Regions from separate parts of the Arachis hypogaea genome. Here region 2 is linked to region 1. Evidence: chromatin contacts called from public Hi-C data. All regions are on one chromosome and are shown on one strand. The core of a region is the stretch at or near the end of the contact, and the rest is flanking DNA. Distances in the headings are between cores, read along the strand shown. Region 1 has its middle 11 kb from the start of LOC112758709. Region 2 holds the start of LOC112755790 (U4/U6 small nuclear ribonucleoprotein PRP4-like protein).

What was found. A called contact is a pair of places that touch in the nucleus more often than the background predicts.
Region 2: a contact with region 1 is called in a Hi-C map of an unstated tissue, with 4 times the contacts expected there. The contact joins the promoter of LOC112755790 here to the enhancer-like site in region 1. A contact is called at or near these places in 3 of 8 Hi-C or Micro-C datasets (leaf and an unstated tissue).

The regions. Positions count from the first base shown.
Region 1 is chr16:8,583,748-8,588,875 of arahy.Tifrunner.gnm2.J5K5, reverse strand. No RefSeq gene overlaps it. Among protein-coding and RNA genes, the nearest start is that of LOC112758709, 11 kb to the right of the region's middle. Within about 2 kb of position 3,700, at least 2 of the 3 cell types and tissues checked have open chromatin away from gene starts, as enhancers often do.
Region 2 is chr16:8,623,334-8,628,224 of arahy.Tifrunner.gnm2.J5K5, reverse strand. LOC112755790 (U4/U6 small nuclear ribonucleoprotein PRP4-like protein) reads right to left here and starts at 1,514. Exons shown (of 6, transcript XM_025804082.3): 1 at 1,370-1,514; 2 at 303-1,266; 3 at 1-210. The coding sequence starts at 1,234. LOC112756320 reads right to left here. Exons shown (of 2, transcript XM_025804854.3): 2 at 4,777-4,891.

The DNA.
Region 1 (5,128 bases), core at 2,451-4,950:
AAAATTTATTAATTTTTCATGTGTGAATATTTAAATTTTTTAAAATTTAAAAATATATTAAATTCTGATTTTTTTTTTAACATTTGAATCTATTGATTTTTCATGTTCATTTGGATATGTCAAACCTAATAAATAATTAAACATAATTTTTATTATATTGATCTAGTTAATACAAATGTACACATAAAAAATATTTTAGAATAAAATAAATTAGACCAAAAATCGATGTGTTTATATTTTAAAAAAATTATAAACTTAAATATAATTTTAAATTACTTAAATATTGGCGGATCAAAAAATTAGAAATCGAATTATCTTGTTTTCCAAAAAAAAAAATGCACAACAATGTCAATGGATTAAGTTAAGTAATTAAGTTTTCCTATTCAGTCTAAATTTTAGGACGTACTGCCACTCGCTACCTCTTTCAAAACTTAGGCCTCACACTACCGCCACAAAATGACAAATTGCATTATGCATGCTATTAACTCTTGATATATTTTTATTTGTGTATCTAATTGTAAAACATCACATTAATAAAAGTTATTATTTTTTATATTGATAATATAAAAAACTATCTAAAATATAAATATAATTAAAAAAATTATAATACGCTTAATAACAAATATATATTATATAATAAATGAATCAAATTCCTCTAAATTGAGGAAGTGATGGTCTCATTCTTATAAGGTGAGAAGAAAAAGGAGTTGACAGTGATTTAGAGATGGGATTAGTGGTGGCATTTAGGGGTGGAAAAAGGCCAGGCGGCCTGCCAGGGACCTGCAGCCTGGCCTGTGTTTGGCTTGACCTGGCCTAGCCTGTTATAAAATAGGTACAGGCCCAGACTCTTTTAAAAGCCTTAATACGTTAATAGGCCAGGCCCAGGTTCGCTAATTAGTCTTATTGGCCTGTCAGGCCTGCCTGGGCCTGTTAAAATATAATTAAATATATAAATAATTATTTATTAAAATAAAATTATGAGATATTTTAAATCTATTATATTTTATTATAAATATTTTTGTATATTTTAAATACATTAAAAGTTTAAAATTTTTTTATAAATATTAAATATATGACATATTACATATAAATATTTTTATTAAAAAATAATTTTTTTAAATAATATTTTTATTTTTGTAAAAAAAAAAAATATCAGGCCTTTTAACAGGCTTTAGGCCAGGCCAGGCTGAATAACAGGCCAGGCCTAGTACCTTATAAAGAGCCTATAACAGGCTGCAGGCCAGGCTCAGGCCAATTAACTGTATGACAGGCCAGGCCTGTTAAGAGCAAAGCCTGGCCTGGCCTGGCCTGTTTCCACCCCTACTGGCATTAGTGGGTGTGGTGGGAGGAGGTGGTGGTAAAACACTAAAGATATCCAAATTAGGATTTTTAAAATTTTGAATGGGATTTTTTATTTTTTAAAATAATTAATAATGTTGTTAATTAAGTACTAAGGTCTAATTTAGGTAAACAGTTTAATTAAGTTCTTTTTAAAAAAATAGCTTAAACAATAAATATTTATATTAAAAGTAGTTTATAAATAAATTTTTTGTGTTTGATTTTTTAGTTCTAAAAGTATTTATTTTAAAAGAAATGTGATAAAAAAAAACTTTTTATTATAAGAGAAGTCATTTTTTTAAACTTCTTTATAAGTACTTAAATAACTTCTTAGAAAGTTATAATTTAGTTTTGAAAATTGTACCAAATATTAATATTACTACTTTTTATAAGTTAAAAGCTCAAAAAAATAACTTTTAAAACTTTTTAAATGAGCCCTAATATCACATCGCAGCTATTTCGTCAGTTAACACTCAGTATTTTTTGTTAACGGAAATAATTTTAATTAATATATTGGTGAAATCAAAGGGCATTACTTGAACGCTACTGCAGGTACATGTGAAGAAATGATAAAAAGAGCTGTATTTGCTAGTTCGCTCCCAGAAATATAGCCCCCCCTCTCGTCAATCCCGATATGTAACTTCTCAAGACATCATTTTACCACCTTCTGTGGAAATTGTTGATAATACGCAACATATAGCCCGATCATGATTTTCTTACCCCCAGAGGTAAGGGTTCTTTTTATCAAATTTAATAATTTTTTAAGAGTTAATTTGTCTTTCATATTTTTAAAAAAATTTTTGTCTGGACAATTTTTTTTAATATTATTTTAATAGTTTACTCTAACGACGATTAACCTCTTATTTTATTATTTTACAATTATCTTTATTTTAGAATATTCTCTCTCATAATGAATATATCCAAAACCTTAAATTTAGTAATTTTATTTACACTCTTTAATTAATTATATTAATATGTGTCTTTATGACATTATTATTATTAATTATTAACTAAACTCTTAATTCATATTGAACAAAAAACAAGGAAAAGAAAAACACATGAAACTAGTAGTTTAGTGTCGTTCATCTAGGGATGTCAACGAGGTAGGATGGGAGCGAGAATGTCTCCCTGCTCCTCATTTTTGCCCTCAGATTTGTTCCCTATCCCCATTTTTATTTTTCACGGGGCCTATTCTCTGCAGGGACCCCATTCCCCATCTAAATAATAGTTTTAGCTAATTATTAATTTTCATATGAATAGAGTTGCAAATATCTATCTTATACAAAAATTGCAAGATTTTATATAAAAAATCTAAATGACACGATGGTGACTTCTTTTCGAAATGACGCAATGAGGGGACACAACGACGAGCCAAAGGACAAAGCGGTGGACGAGGTGAGAGACGCGGCAACAGAGAGGAGAATGGATACGACGGCAGAGTTACGAAAAGGAACGCCGCAAATAGAAATTACGACATGGTAAGGGTGATGGCATGGTGAGATGTGACGATGCGGTGAGAAGGGTAGCGATGGGATGGCTGCAGAGAGGTTGGATGGAGTATGGACAGCGTTAGAAATCTCTGAATTGAAGAAGGGTTATGCAAATAAAGATTAGGAGTTTTGGATTTCTATATATATATGTGTGTGAGAAATAACTAAAAAATATATATGAGAAATAAACTATTAAAAATAATTCAGAAAATTCATAAATTTTGAGGAATAGAGGGGACCGGGCGGGAATCCCCACTCGGATCCCCACACCTGTTTCGGAAGAATTTTGTCCCCCATCCCATCCGGCTATCCTCACAAAAAAAATTCTCCACAATCGAATCCTCATTTAAGGTAGTCCCCGCAAAAATCCCTGCATTTCAGAGAGTTTTGCCATCCTACGTTCATCTTATATTGATTAGGAAAAAAGAAATTAAAGTAGGATAATTTTCCAAATAAACGTCTTCATTATCCAGGAAATGAAATTTCTAATAGCTTGAGTATGGCAAGAAATTTGATACCTTTATGGATATATCTTTTTAATATTTTTAAAAATTTTTAAAATATCTTTTTTTTTTCACAGGAAAAATATCTTAAACTTATCCTTAATATTCCTTGAGCAGGTTTTTTTTGTCATGACCCGAACCGCCAATGCAGCCCAGATCCAAATAGGAACGGAGCTCCAACTCTTATCCGATCCGGATTTTAAAACACACGGATGCAATTCAAAGTGCAATATTCATCTTCATTGTGATGCGCTACTACCAGGCCTCCGCCCATCACGCCGCAGTCGTCCATTTCATTGCCTTCGCCTGCCACGTTGCCGTCGCCTGCATCATTATTATCGTCGGCCGCAACCTCGTCCATTTCATTTGGATGCTTTTATGAGTTTCGGGCTTAAGGCTCTTAGTATTGGGCTGAGCCCATTAAGGATGAGAATTATCAAAACACATATTGGTCAATCTTTTCCAAAATTAATCACTTCGTTGTGATGTGCATGTAAAATTAAAAGAGTGAGAAGGCTGAATTTTAAAGGATAGTTAGCATTTTTTTTATATATTAATATTGAACATTATGCATGCGTTAATCATCGGCCTTCTTTTGGCTGAAGATGATATATATGATTGTTTGACCCATATATACACGCCCTCATCATTTTATGCATTTAATTAATTACTTGTTTCAATATGATAGCTTTAATTTAGTGAATCATAATTAAGCAAATAATGACGTAAATGCATGATAACCAAATGATCTTCTGCTACATCAAACTATTATTTACAGAGAGCTATAAAGTTAATCAACTTTACCAGATAATAATGATTATTGACATAAACATCCAGTTTGCAGAAGTTACTAGAGTCTAGAGGTGGGATTTTCCTTTTTGTTAGGAAAAAAAAAACTATATAACCATTTATTCTTTTACTTGTGTATTTTGTACCTCTAATTATCTTGTACGTTAAGAAAATTCGGTGGTAGAAGGTAGGTTCAACGTTGAAAAAAGAAATCATATATATAATATCGGAAATGTTTGGTAACCAAAGAAAATCAGCAAAAAACAGTCATAACTTATCTTATTTAGCATTCATTAATTGTTGCGACAATTAATTAATACTAAATAAGATAAGTTCTTGCTGTTTTTTTTGTCTACCTAGCATTACCCATATAATATAATAAAAAGTTACTAATTATGCATAAGAAAACATTCCATTTAAGTGTTGCATAAGACAACAACATACCCTTCTCTTATTCCATGCCAAACATAAATACATATTTATAATTAGAAAAAGTATAAGTGAACAATGATTCTAATGAACAATATGAACAATAAGGTTACAAATGTAAATTACTCATAAATTTAATTAATGATGTAATTAATTTAATTATAATAATAACTATTTTTCAAAATTTAAAATATCAGACTTTTTAGTAGAAAACAGTTACACGTTTCCTATCCTTTCACACCTTATCTCTTCCCTCTCTCGGTGGACTCTTTTCTTTTCTGCACTCTCAACCCAGCCCTAACCTTCCGTCTGACACCACCGCCATCACCACCGGCGACCACTGTCGCCTACCCCTCTCTCTTCCCTCTCTTCTCTTTTTCTTCCCTCTTTCTCCATTTCTCATCAATCTCCTGTACGTTACCCTTGGTTTCTGTGCAAAGTCCAACCCCACGCGAGAAACCCCAGTGCAACCCAACAGCGGCTAAGCTCTGTGCCGCTGCAACACCGCCTCTGCTACCCCTCTCTTTCCATTCTTCCCCTTTCACCAACATAGGTTTCATGCTTCCTCCTGTTCGTGTT
Region 2 (4,891 bases), core at 265-2,764, 42 kb before region 1:
CGTGCAAGACGGTCAATATGACCCTCGAATGTCTTCAGTAAAGATCCCTGGTCATTCCAATATTTTGCGGTCCGATCAGCAGATGCAGTCGCTAAATGGTTGTGCACAGGAGAATAAGCAACATCAGTCGCACGCTCTGTGTGTCCCTTTAAGGTACAAGATTTGATGACTTTAGGCATGCTCCACAACTTGGCAGCTCCGGTTAGAGAACTGAAAAACCAAAACATTATCAGTTATATAATTTCACAGGGCAATCATGGGAAATGGGGAGTAAAGTTACACAATTTGTAACAAAGACACACCAAGTAGCAAGCGACTTTCCATCTCGTGAGAAGGAGCAACCAGAAAGCGGTCGATCATCTCCGATTTCACTGAATTCAAGACTCAAATTAGCAGCCTGCTTTAATGCCCAATCCATCTCCGCATCCACATCTTCATCCGGATCATCTTTTCTTCTCCGGGCACGTTGAAGACGCAATGCTGCCCTAACCAAAGAATACTTAGCAATATCAATCCTAGCATCACGGAGAGACTTTGGCCCTTCGGTGTAAAAGGGATACTGTATCTCTTCCTCGTCCCCATCCTTCCCGGCAGTAGCCGCAGTCTCTTCATCCTCATGAGCCTTCATCAGCTTCTCCAGCTGGCCATCGGCATCCAGCTTCGCCATAATCATCCTCAACCTGTCCCTCCTCTCCATCTCCCTCTCACCAAACAAAGTTATGGGCTCACCAAGCCGGCGAAGGCGAGCACGCACAGCCATGTCATTGGTCGGAACAGCCAAAGCGGCGGCACGCCTCTTCATCATGAGCTCCTGCATTGCTTTCTCCTGCCTCTCCCTCACCAGCCTACTCTCCTCCGATATCTCATACTCCCCGGCACCCTGGTTAACCCTCCCACCGGCATCATCGTTGTCCGAATCAGAATCTTCCGAACCAACCTCGCCATTTTGCGCCACAGGTGGTCTAATAGGCGGCGGGCGAGGAGGGAGCGGCGCCAATGGACGCACCACAGGAGGGGCCGGAATTGGGGCTATGGGAGGCACAATAGAAGGGGGAGGAATGGTGGGAATTGGAGCCATAGGTGGCACAGGCGCAGAAAGAGGAATAACGGGTGGTGGAATAATGGGTTGAATTGGGTGTGGTGGAGTTGCAGCATTGACGGAAACATCAGAGGAAGGTCCTATGGCGGATTCAGAAGCAGTATTTGATGGAACATTTTCTTCATCCACTTCCATGATAAATAATTAACTCACAAAAACACAAAACCCTGAAAAATTCATCACTTTAAGCTATTATTAATTCTTGCAGCAGTAACTATTTATACACAATCTAGCTATCAGAAATTGAGAGAGAAAGCGAGAGAGAAGCACCTGCAAGCGAGCGTGGGAGCTGCGACTGCGAGAGAGGTGGTGAGAGTGCCGGCGATGGTGCCCTTTCTTTCTGGCTGCCAGATTCTCTACTACTTCTGGATGTTAAACCCAAAATCTTTTGTATTTTTTATCGTAAACTATGGACAAATTCAAAAAAAATGCAATTTTTTTATATTTTTATTTTTTTTAAAAAATTTTTAATTTATTAATATTTAAGTTATCTATGTATTATCTCTCAAAATATTATGATTTCACAAGTTATAATATATGATATTAGTTATTGTTATATATAGGAAAAATATTACTTATTTTCGTATTGTTTGAATTAGAAGAATTTGTAGAAAAATAAAATGTTGGAGAAGAAAATGGATAAAAAAAATCAATTTTTCATTGTTTGGATCAACAAAAAAATTCAATGAAAAACAAAAAAAGTGTATGCAGAACTCATGTAAATTTTCAAAGTTACGAAAAACGGGGAAAGTGCAAACATGGATAAAAGTATCGAGTTATCCTTTAAATTATAATTTATATATAATATATAAAAATATTAATGTAATTTTACTCCATTATAACTTTCTCTTTTCTTACTTTTTCTTCTATCTTCTTTTATTTTCTTTGCATTCATTTTTTCTTCATCTAAACAACACAAAAAATATATTTTTCTTTTCATTTTTCTTTCCTCTCATTTCTTTCTTTTCATTTTCGTTCCTCTTATTTTCCATCTTATATCCAAACAATAGTTTAGTATTTATCCATTTATCTCCTATTAATATTGTTATAACAAGAATACATGTGACTTTATGAAAAGGGATATATCATATATCCTAGATTTTGATTATTTAAGAATTTACCAAGTGGTTGAAATAGCTCCACGTCACGTCACGAGCCAACGAATGCTATCAATAGGGATGATCACAAAAACAGCAGAAACATGTATTTGCAGGAATTGCTCGTGATTTAGGGTTAGATGGAGACCTGTGAAATTCTCACGATCTGCTACGTGAAAATGGATGGGGACTAGGGGGTGACAAACGGGATGAAACCCGTCGAGTCAGCCTGCGTAATCCGCCAAAAAGGATGGGGTGGACTGAAAATTTGAGACCGCCAAATTTTAAAATGGATTTTGGCGGGTTTCGGTGGGGCGAGGCGGGGAAGGCTTCTCTGCCGAGCCAAGCGTTTTTTTTTTGTCAGAGCCATTTTTTTTATAAATTTCAATAATGTTATTGATCTACAAGAGGATAAAAATGATAATTGAAGATATTCTAAATTATATTTTGGATTATGTTTTATGTTTGATTGATTATAAATTTGAAGATGTTTAATTATATATTTTGGACAATATTTGTTTTGCTTTGGACAATGTTAGTTTTATTATTTTATTTTAAAAAATTTGATTTATAATTATGTTTATTATATATTTATAATTATAAAGACTTTAATGTTTGTAAATTTAGAAATTATGATATTTTTATATCTTTAGAAATTATAAATTTATTGAAATGGTTGTGAAATTATATATATTGTTTAATATTTATTGGTTTATAAAAAATAAAAAAAGAGAGAGAGAGAGATTTGGCGGGTTTGGTCCGTCAACCCGACAGCCTACCGTTAGGCGGGGCGGAGGAAGAATTCAGTACCGTCGCACTAGGCAGGGCGGGGCGGTCCAATCCGCCAGATGGCACGCTTTTGGCGGGGTAGGGCAGGCTTCCCCATTTGCCACCCCTAATGGGAACACGGACATAAGTGCCTGCCCCATGAAACCTATTAAATATACGCGAATATAAAATTACTAATTTATCCTAATTTAAATATGTAAATAGTATAAATTGATACTTTTTAGTATAAAACCAATAATAAAAGTCATTAATTAAGTTAATTACATAATTAAAAAATTATGAATAATTTTTTAAATAATTAAAAAATAAGATCATTATTTTTACATATTACAAAGTTTATGGAAAAAATTTTGAATAATAAATCAGTTCTTAATAAATTATACATTAATTCTGTAAAAAAATAATAATTAATACATTAGATATTATTATTTACGTACTAATATAATATATATTATCGATTATTAAGTTTATAATTAATTTTTAACCCAATTTTTGGTAACTAAAATTTAAATGATTGAAATTATTAAATACTGAATATTTCGTATTTAACCAATTTTATTTTTGTTATTGAAATTAAAAAAGGATGAGTTGTTAATCAATTCTAAATTTAAATTTAGATTTGAGTAAGAAAATAAAAATATTTTAAATTTTATCTCACTAACTATAATTAATTTTAAGATAAGAAATTATTTGTACATCATATATATTGTAGGATAGTATAGTTATTTACTATTTTTTAACGGTAAATATTGTCAAATAAAATAGTATAAGAAATTAGAAGAAAATGTATTTACCAGTTCAAGAAATATTAATTTATTTTTTAATAGAATAAATTATATATTGAATAACAAAAGTTATTATTGGTTTCTCTTCACACTTATTAATACTTAACGATGGTATTTCGGTACATCATCTTACCAAGAAATATTAATCCATCTAATAACTTTTGTAATGACATAAATTTATAAATTAAAAAATTTAAAAATCATTTCATAAAATGTGAAGTTTCAACAACTAATAATGTTGATCATATTGTTTTGACTTCAAAAATGAATACGATACCAACAAATAAAATTGTCCCAAGTAAATTTTAACAAAGACAAAAGTCTATAAATATTTTTATTAATGAGAAATTAACCTATTTTAAATACAAATATAATTTTTTTTCTACGGATTTCCTAACTCGGCAAGTCGAGAACTAATCCACCACATATTAATGTTCTATTTATTAAGGGTCAGCTGTTAACTAATAGATTGTTATACAGACAAAGCGAGATTCGAACTCCAAATATTTGTTTAAACGGATAAATGAGATGACTATTCAACCAATCCAAATTGATTAAAACAAATACTAATTATTTTTAATAATAATTACTATATATAATTTTTATTTAATTTTTTAATAAATTTTTTTTATATAATTTTATGTATCATCCCGTGCAGGACACAGAAACATACACTAGTTTATATATAAAAAATGAGATATTGGGTTTTGTTGCATTAACATTCGGTGCATAATATAATTGAATGAAAATTGAAAATTATAATTAAATTTGTAAAAAGAATATATGTTATATATAATACTTTTATTTTATTAATGATTCATTTTGAGATGTTTATAACTTGGCCCGACCAGAAACATAAATGAAGAAAAAGATTAATATAAAAATATTTCTAGACCTTCAACTTCAAGAAAATTTAAGTAATGCTTCTCTAGTCATTAAATAATCTTTTGCCACAATGATAATAAAGCTTTCTTCAACTGAGTAGGATCAGTCACATGAATCAAAGGATGAAAATTAACATTCTTTATTCAAGTTCATTTCTGAGTGTCAATATTGATCACACAGAACAAACTATGAGCAGCAGAGACAAACAAATAGAGGGGCCATAATATACCATCAAG